Regions from separate parts of the Mus musculus genome. Here region 2 is linked to region 1. A link is a contact called in public ChIA-PET data. All regions are on one chromosome and are shown on one strand. The core of a region is the stretch at or near the end of the contact, and the rest is flanking DNA. Distances in the headings are between cores, read along the strand shown.

The links. ChIA-PET counts read pairs in DNA pulled down with a chosen protein or histone mark.
Region 2: a contact with region 1 is called in an RNA polymerase II ChIA-PET map of memory CD8 T cells, with 8 times the contacts expected there. The contact joins two enhancer-like sites. A contact is called at or near these places in 4 of 39 promoter capture datasets (the 3T3-L1 cell line, cranial neural crest, hippocampal neurons and 1 more), 1 of 484 Hi-C or Micro-C datasets (CD4 T cells), 5 of 115 datasets of contacts at active chromatin or transcription factors (astrocytes, embryonic forebrain, embryonic stem cells and 2 more) and 2 of 9 other capture datasets (adipose tissue and pancreatic islet).

The regions. Positions count from the first base shown.
Region 1 is chr5:28,380,587-28,384,943 of GRCm38.p6, forward strand. The region is part of intron 10 of Rbm33 (RNA binding motif protein 33); the gene reads left to right. Among named protein-coding and RNA genes, the nearest start is that of Rbm33, 66 kb to the left of the region's middle. Within about 2 kb of position 1,550, at least 9 of the 459 cell types and tissues checked have an H3K27ac peak or open chromatin away from gene starts, as enhancers often do. A contact at or near this core is called in memory CD8 T cells, where this site is marked.
Region 2 is chr5:29,203,981-29,208,175 of GRCm38.p6, forward strand. Rnf32 (ring finger protein 32) reads left to right here. Exons shown (of 10, transcript NM_001289757.1): 6 at 1,689-1,721; 7 at 2,194-2,318; 8 at 2,716-2,824. Among named protein-coding and RNA genes, the nearest start is that of Rnf32, 10 kb to the left of the region's middle. Within about 2 kb of position 1,886, at least 14 of the 459 cell types and tissues checked have an H3K27ac peak or open chromatin away from gene starts, as enhancers often do. A contact at or near this core is called in memory CD8 T cells, where this site is marked.

The DNA.
Region 1 (4,357 bases), core at 300-2,799:
AGCAGCTGTGCAGGCGTGAGACTGGCAGCATGGGATGATGACTTGTGAATAACTTAGGCTTGCTGCACTCTTGTTTGAAATTGGTGAAAGTTAAAGTGATAAAAATTTTCACACTGAGTGTTGCTGATTTCCAGCTATCAGTACATGTCTTGTGTAAGTATTGTGTTAAATTCTTCCCTCTTCAATTCCTCCTGCTCTGCTCTTGGCCAACTTGTTAACATAGCTAAAAATTGAGGTGCCTGAAGCACTGTTAAATACCACATAAGTAGCATGCCTTCAGTGCTTGCTGTAAGTCAGTATGCTGTTTGTTTCTATGAAAAATTGACTAAATGAAATAATAGATTGAAAACTTAGATTATCTTAAATAGGTTGCTGTTAAAAATTAGCACACACATGGTCCATCCTTTCATCTCAGCTCCAAACTTTGGCTCTGTAACTCCTTCCATGGGTGTTTTGTTCCCAAATCTAAGGAGGGGCATAGTGTCCACACTTCAGTCTTCATTCTTCTTGAGTTTCATGTGTTTAACAAATTATATCTTATATCTTGGGTATCCTAGGTTTGGGGCTAATATCCACTTATCAGTGAATACATATTGTGTGAGTTTCTTTGTGAATGTGTTACCTCACTCAGGATGATGCCCTCCAGGTCCATCCATTTGGCTAGGAACTTCATAAATTCATTCTTTTTAATAGCTGAGTAGTACTCCATTGTGTAGATGTACCACATCCACACAATGGAGTACCATATCCAGGGATCCACCCCATAATCAGCATCCAAACGCTGACACCATTGCATACACTAGCAAGATTTTATTGAAAGGACCCAGATGTAGCTGTCTCTTGTGAGACTATGCCGGGGCCTAGCAAACACAGAAGTGGATGCTCACAGTCAGCTAATGGATGGATCATAGGGCTCCCAATGGAGGAGCTAGAGAAAGTAGCCAAGGAGCTAAAGGGATCTGCAACCCTATAGGTGGAACAACATTATGAACTAACCAGTACCCCGGAGCTCTTGACTCTAGCTGCATATATATCAAAAGATGGCCTAGTCGGCCATCACTGGAAAGAGAGGCCCATTGGACTTGCAAACTTTATATGCCCCAGTACAGGGGAACACCAGGGCCAAAAAGGGGGAGTGGGTGGGCAGGGGAGTGGGGGTGGGTGGATATGGGGGACTTTTGGTATAGCATTGGAAATGTAAATGAGTTAAATACCTAATAAAAAATGGAAAAAAAAAAAAGAAAAAAAAATTAGCACACACATTACTAATAACTATGCAATACTTGGATGTATCCAAGCCTTACTGTATAAGGCTGCTCAGACTGTTGCAGGCATAGAAGCAGCTATATTGCAGATCAGAACCAGAAGATGACTGGATGGAAAGTGACCAGGGCAGTGGGAGAAGAAGCTGACTAGGGATAGGAAAAAGACTTCCCAGGGATGGTGGACCAACTGGTTAAAATCACCTGGTGATACTAATCTGCTGTAATGAGCCTTTTCACTGTATAGTGAAAAGCAGGCTGGGAAGTGGGGATGTGGGTCATCTGTGGTCTACACCAGGATGGGTCTGTGAAACAAGCCTCAAAGAGCAGTTTGGGCCTGTCTGAAATGAGGATGGGTGGCAGAAAGGGCCATTTCTACCAGAGAAGCTGTTCTCAGGGGAATTTTGTTTTTTGTTTTTGTTTTTTAAAACAAAACATGAATAAAGTTTTTAAAGAAATAGATGCATTGTAGAAGTCTAGTATAGTTTCCAGAGTTCATAGTGCCATAGATGTTTTGTATCTAAGGGGAAAGTTGATTATTGTTTGAAATCTCCAACTCTGCGAGCTTTGTGTTGACAATGATAACCTGTGGCAGTTCACACTGAATTTTTTCAGTGAAATCTTTTGATGTGGTTGAGTGACTGTGGTAAAGTTACCAAAGTAGAGGTATGACTTTGACTTTAGGCAGTGATTTGACATCATAAAGATTTTGTTTCTTGGTCATGTTTGATGAGGTAATGGGCCTTGTATGGGCAGATGATGGCAGTCTTTGAACCAGAACACCTTTGGTCCTCTGTAGATGATTATAAAGTACATGATGATGTTCTTAAAGTCACATGGTAGTTATTAAAATTCTATGAGGGCTGGAGAAATGGTTACTGACTGCTCTTCTAAGGTGCTGAGCTTCCATCAACTACATGGTGGCTAACAACCATCTGTAATGGGATCTGATGCCCTCTTCCTGATGTGTTTGAAGACAGCTACAGTGTACTCACATATATAAAATAAATCTTTTTTTAAAAAGTGAAAATCACTGTAAGGTAGGGAGTATGTGATCCTTCATTCAGGCCGGTTCTCTCTCCCAGCTCCTCTGACATCAAGATCGACCGTAGAACCAAAGGCAGTCAGCAGTGGATTCAAGTAACCTCTTGTCAGCACGCCAGGTGCCTGACTCTAGAGTTGGGGTTTCACCTTATTCACACATACTGAGTTCTAAACCATTTCTAATCTTCTGAACTGTTATGAGAGGTGGGCCCACTGTTTGTGATTTCTGATGGCCTCAGTGTGTTTCATTTCAGACTGTCCCTGAAGTGGCAGTTCTACACAGCTTTGGAGGACAATTGTGTAATTGGAAAGTGTCAGGATTACTGATTGACTTGGTGTGGTGGTTACTTTTTTTTTTTTTTTTTTTTTTAAAGATTTATTTATTTATTATTATATGTAAGTGCACTGTAGCTGTCTTCAGACACACCAGAAGAGGGAGTCAGATCTTGTTACGGATGGTTGTGAGCCACCATGTGGTTGCTGGGATTTGAACTCTGGACCTTCGGAAGAGCAGTCGGGTGCTCTTACCCACTGAGCCATCTCACCAGCCCCGTGGTGGTTACTTTTATGTCAACTTAGCACATGCTAGAGTCATTTTGTAAGAGTGGGTCCTAACTTAGAAAATGTTCCTACCAGAATGGCCTGTGAATAAGCTTCCTGGGCATCTTCTTGATTGATGGTTAATATGAGAGGGCCCGGCACACAGTGAGGTGGTGCTACTCTGAGCTAATGCTCTTGGAAGGAAGCAGGCTGAGATTAAATTAATCCAATAAATCTTTCCCTGGATTTCTTTTTTGTCATGGTGTTTTGTAACATCAGTAGAAACCTTAACTAAGGCACTTGGATCAGAAGCCACAGTATCAGTTACATACCAGAGGTATATAAACTGGTTCTCATTCATTCATTCATTCATTCATATATCCTTCCTCCCTCCCATTCTCCCTTTCCTCCCCTTATCCCATCAGATGTCATATAAACATAATTTCTAGTTTATAATCCAGGAAATTTTGAAGATCACTTAAAAACATGTTTAGATATACTTCTAGGTGTTGAATCATCTTTATCTGAAATGGGAAGGGTAGGACCAGAGTTTTTCAAGTTTCAGAGTTTTCTAGTTTGGGGAATGAATAACCTGGATTTTACCCATTGAGTAACCTTAAGCCAAAATTTGAAATCTGCAACATGAAACTTTGAGACTTAGAAAGTTACTGATTTTTCAGACTAAGGATGCTCAAATTGTATGTGCCAGAATATGCTGAGGAACAGAACTGAAACTGGAGTGCTCACACTATGCTCTTACGTGTAAAGAATGTTACATACAATGCACATGATGTGTTTCATTGACTTCATGGTAGAATGGGCATGTCTGTTAGAACTCCTTATTCAGGCTTCTTAAATATCAGCATGGTAACATCGTGTGTAGATAGAAAAAGCTTTTTTGTATTTTATCAAAGTGACGATGTTAAAAAATCCTCTCAGAGCATCAGAGTAGTGATGTGTCTAGCTAGTACCATTTTTGTGTTTGTGTTCTGAGGATGGGCAAGTATGTTTTACATATTCACAGGTTCCTCATTATTGACTGTGCTTTGAGGAGAAGGTATCTTGACGTCTTTTTTGGTAGCAAGAAACTTCGGTTGCCTCAGCTTCACTTGACATAGCTAATGTGATCTGTGGGGATTTCTGTTCTATATCTTTCAATAAATCCTAATGCTTTATTTTGAGAAAGATATAATGCTTACATTTCAAACCTCATTTTAATGCCATTTTTAGCTAATAGGCTTACATGTTTGTGGTAAATGGGAGTGTTTGTTTTGCATTATTCTTATTGTGCACCCAGGTTCAGGCTTGCTCTCTCGATCCCTCCCTCCCTCCCTCCCTCCCTCCCTCCCTCCCCTCCCCTCCCACCACCTGTGTGTTTTGTGTGTGGGTGCACATGTATAGGCCAGAGGTTGATGCTGGATGTCTTCCTCAGTCACATTTCTATCTTAGTTTCTCAGGGTTTATAACTAAATCTGGAACCATTTTAGCTAGTCTGATTCATTGAGTCCTCC
Region 2 (4,195 bases), core at 636-3,135, 820 kb after region 1:
AGCCACCCTATTCATTGTGCTGTATGTATTTAAACTAGTTGTATGAAGAATGAACATGCAATTATTTCAGGGTTTGTGTATGCATTTCAGTAAATGCCATTTGGTTTCGTTGAAGATACTAATATTGCTGTGTTAATATTGCACTTAGTATTCTCATATTAGATTTCTTAGTTAAAAACAATTTTCCTGGGTTAAAGAGATGGCTCAATGGTTAAGAGAACATACTGGCTGTTCTCTCAGGAAACCCAGATTTGATTCACAGCACACACATAGTGGCTTACAATTCTAGTTCCAACAGATCTTCTGACCTCCATGGGTATCAGACATACAAGAGGTACACAGACATACATACAGGCAGAATACCCAATCACATGAATGAATGAATGAATGATTTCAAGATACTTTCAAGTAGTCACTTATCTCTGCAGTAAAAGACACCATCTAAAGTGAGAACAGAACTCATGTGATTCACAACAGGCCAACTCAGAAATTATGGCAGAGTGTAAATATCCTCACTTGTGTAACAATCACCATAAACTGTTTGCTTATAATGAATAATATGGATATTACAAAATATAATATTCTAGTATTAGAGTTATATAAAAATTATATTATTCAGAGCAAATTGATATCTGTTGATAAAATACTTTGAAAAATTATATTAAAAAGTGAAGAACTTGAGTCCACAGATGATTTTAATACATCAGTTTATTAAATTTAAGCTTATAGTTGGCAGGGTCCAGGAAAGGTTTCACAGGGCTGCTCTTCCAGAGTACACTAGGGTTTAGTTCCTAGCACCCACATGGTGTTTACAACCACCTGAACTCCAGTTCCAGGGAATCTGATGCCCTCTTCTGGCCTTTATGGGCAGCATACGGATGTGGTACAGAGACATACATGCAAACAAAACATCCATATACATAAAATAAATATTTTTTAAAGGAAAGGTTTTAGGTTTACACGCTCTATTCTAAAAATCCTTCCCTTAGTCCCACTTAAGAGACCAGAGTGAGCAAAGCCATAGGGGCTGGGCACTGAAAACAGGGGAGACACGCCTCTGCCCACTCACCTTCTCCACTGACATACCTTCCAGTGGCCAGTGCTCTAAAACCCTTCCTCATTGGATCTAAGCTAGTTTTGATTTTTGTTTTTTGTTTTTGTTTTTCCAGACCAAAACATCACTGTTAGGTGTGAAGTTTGAGTCAGAAGGGTGAAGTTTTCTTATGAACACACTTGCTTTTAATTTCAAAAGGAAAATGTAGTTTGTGTCCATAATGTCTTGCTATTTAAATGTAAGATTCTCATAATTATGTTATAGTAAGCTACAATTTTAAGTTTAGGAGTATAATTTAGCTAAGCAAGGCCCTATAAAAGATGTTTGCCTATCATATCTCTGCTTATTCTCTTACCAAGACCACAGCACATAGACAGGTTTCTCCCTGCCCCACCCTATCTACCTAGCAATGTCTACCTTGGCAATCCTTTCACTAGCTTAATATCAAGCATGATGTGGTTTTGTGGTATTGGGGTCATTGGCTTTCTTTAGATGATATGTTTATGCTATATTAAACTTAACACCGTGTAAGTGTAGAAGTGGTCAGCTGTCTGAATGCTACCTTGAAGCATTCAGACAGCTCTTCTAGGGGATGCAGTCCTAACTAGGACTCTTGTTCTCTTCTGGTGGACAGGTGCTGCTTTCCTGCTCACATGTATTCCATAGGGTGAGTAATCCCACGCCAGGCCTGGCCTCCTTCCCCCGCTTATTTAAAGAGCCATTTGTTGAACCATGAGCCCCGTTTGTAATTAGAAACATGGCTTTAGGTTAGACTGCACCTCATCCTGTTGTGAAAATCATAGATTTTGTGTGACATAACCACAAATGTTTGTGTAGCAGATTGTTACCTGCACATCAAAGCTGCCGACAGCACACTTCCTGCTGGCTGTTTGCACGGCAGTCTTATACCTAGCATTTTTCCTTTACACCACATGACAGTCTCTGCATGCATGAGCTGTAGAAAATCATTTTTGGAACAGGTTTCATGAGGAAGGTGTTAACATCTGATGAAACTACTTCATGATCTAAATTAGACAGAGTAGAAATTATGAGAAATAGACACCGTAATTACATTAGAAGTAAAAATGTTGTTTATAAACAATTACTTATAAAGTTTTAAGTAAAATCCTTTTCTTTAGGCATGCCTTCAGGCTTTTGAAAAGTTCACAAATAAAAAAACCTGTCCCCTCTGTAGAAAGAACCAATATCAAACAAGAGTGATACATGATGGGGCTCGCCTGTTCAGAGTAAAGTGTGCCACCAGGTAAGAGGGGCCTCAGTGCCCTGCAGAGGGGAGACAGATGCTTGCAGCTCAGGATGTGATTACTAACTCAGAGGAGCACCACAGCATCGCAGGCTGGGAGGAATACTGAAGTACTTGTTAAAGAAGGCCATTAGGGGCTAGAGGGATGGTTTGGTGGGTAAGAGGACCAACTGTTCTTTTAAAAGACCCTGATTCAGTTCCTAGTACCTCTATAATGTGGCTGTCAACCATCTGTAACTCTGTTTCCTGGAAATTGGATGCTTTGATCTCCATGTGTACCAGACACACGAATGATATAGACATACGCAAGCAAAACATTCATATACATGATAAACTATTTTAAAATGTTTTAAAGTAAGGCTATTAGGTGGTCATCATTTCTCTATCTCTATTTTAGGATCCAAGCCTATTGGCGAGGGTACATCGTTAGAAAGTGGTACAGAAACCTGAGGAAAATAATCCCGCCTTCGGATGCCAAATTAAGGAGAAAGTTCTTTGAGGAAAAGGTGGGTGTGTAATATCACTACCTCTCCACACACACAGAGTCTGTGTGAGTGACCATCTGAGACTGGTGAAGCTACAGGCAGCAGCTGCAGCTCACTTCACTCTCAAGCTCGCTTTGTTCAACTCGATGGCCTCCAACAGCATTGCCTGAAATGATGACATTCAGATCAGCATTGTGTGCTGTTTGTTGAAGTCAGGTACCATCTGGTAAAGTAGACAAAATTGAGTTTTTACAACTCTTAAGAGGCCCCAGTTAATGTCTGCATCATCAGGGAGAATGGAGACCTCACTGCCATCTTCCTTATTATCGAACTGTTTTCGTAGTTATTATCTTCTTTAGGCACAAGACTGAATGACCATAGCCATACACTTTCTGGTCCCATAAGAGCCTCATTTATCTCAGAGGAAGAAAGGGAGTACCTATGACCTTGTGTGTAGCTTTACCCTTACATGGGTAAGCCAGCCCATTTCAACTATGCTATAACAGCATTGATTATAAAGCAATATGATTTTTTTCTAGTACCTTTTCTAGGCACTAAAGGCACATGTGTATACACACACACACACAAAACAAACAAAAGCCCTCAATTATTTGTTATAAGCACAGTTATTAGAATATATAATTAGAATATTTGACATGTTGTTGTCACTGTGCCTCAGATTTAACTCAGGAAAACACTGAGTTTCCTTAAAGAATGGGATTAAATGTGATATGGATGTTAAGCAAATGGCATCTCACATGAACATTTCAATTTCCCTAAATTGAAACAAATGTAACAACCATTTCTAATCCTGACCACCAGTACCAGAACTCAGATAGAGCTTGTTAAAATAAAGGCTGTTTATTGGGGCTGGGGGTGTAGATCAGTTGTTAGGCTGCCTGCTCATACAGTCAGCCCTGAGTTCAATCTCCAATACCACATAAACCAGGTATGACAGCATATGCCTATAAGCCTAGCACTTAAGTAGGCAAAAGAATTTTTTGTTCTTTTTTGGGGGGTGGGGGTGGGGGGTTGGTTTTTCAAGACAAAGTGTCTCTCTGTATAACCCTGGCTGTCCTGGAACTCACTTTGTAGACCAGGCTGGCCTCAAACTCAGAAATCCACCTGCCTCTGCCTCCCAAGTGCTGGGATTAAAGGTGTGCTCCGCACCTACATCCTTGGCAAGTTAGAGGCCAGCCTGGGATACAAGAGACCCTGTCTTTAAAGCAAAACAAAACAAAATGAAACAAAACCCCATGACAATGTAGCCCTATATTGCTCAGCAACAGAGCACTCTAGCCGGTCTCTGCCCAGCAGTAGTGCAAGGAGACAAAATATAGTGGGGGTGTGTTGCAAATGCTATTGTATAATGATAAAATGCACAAGAATCAC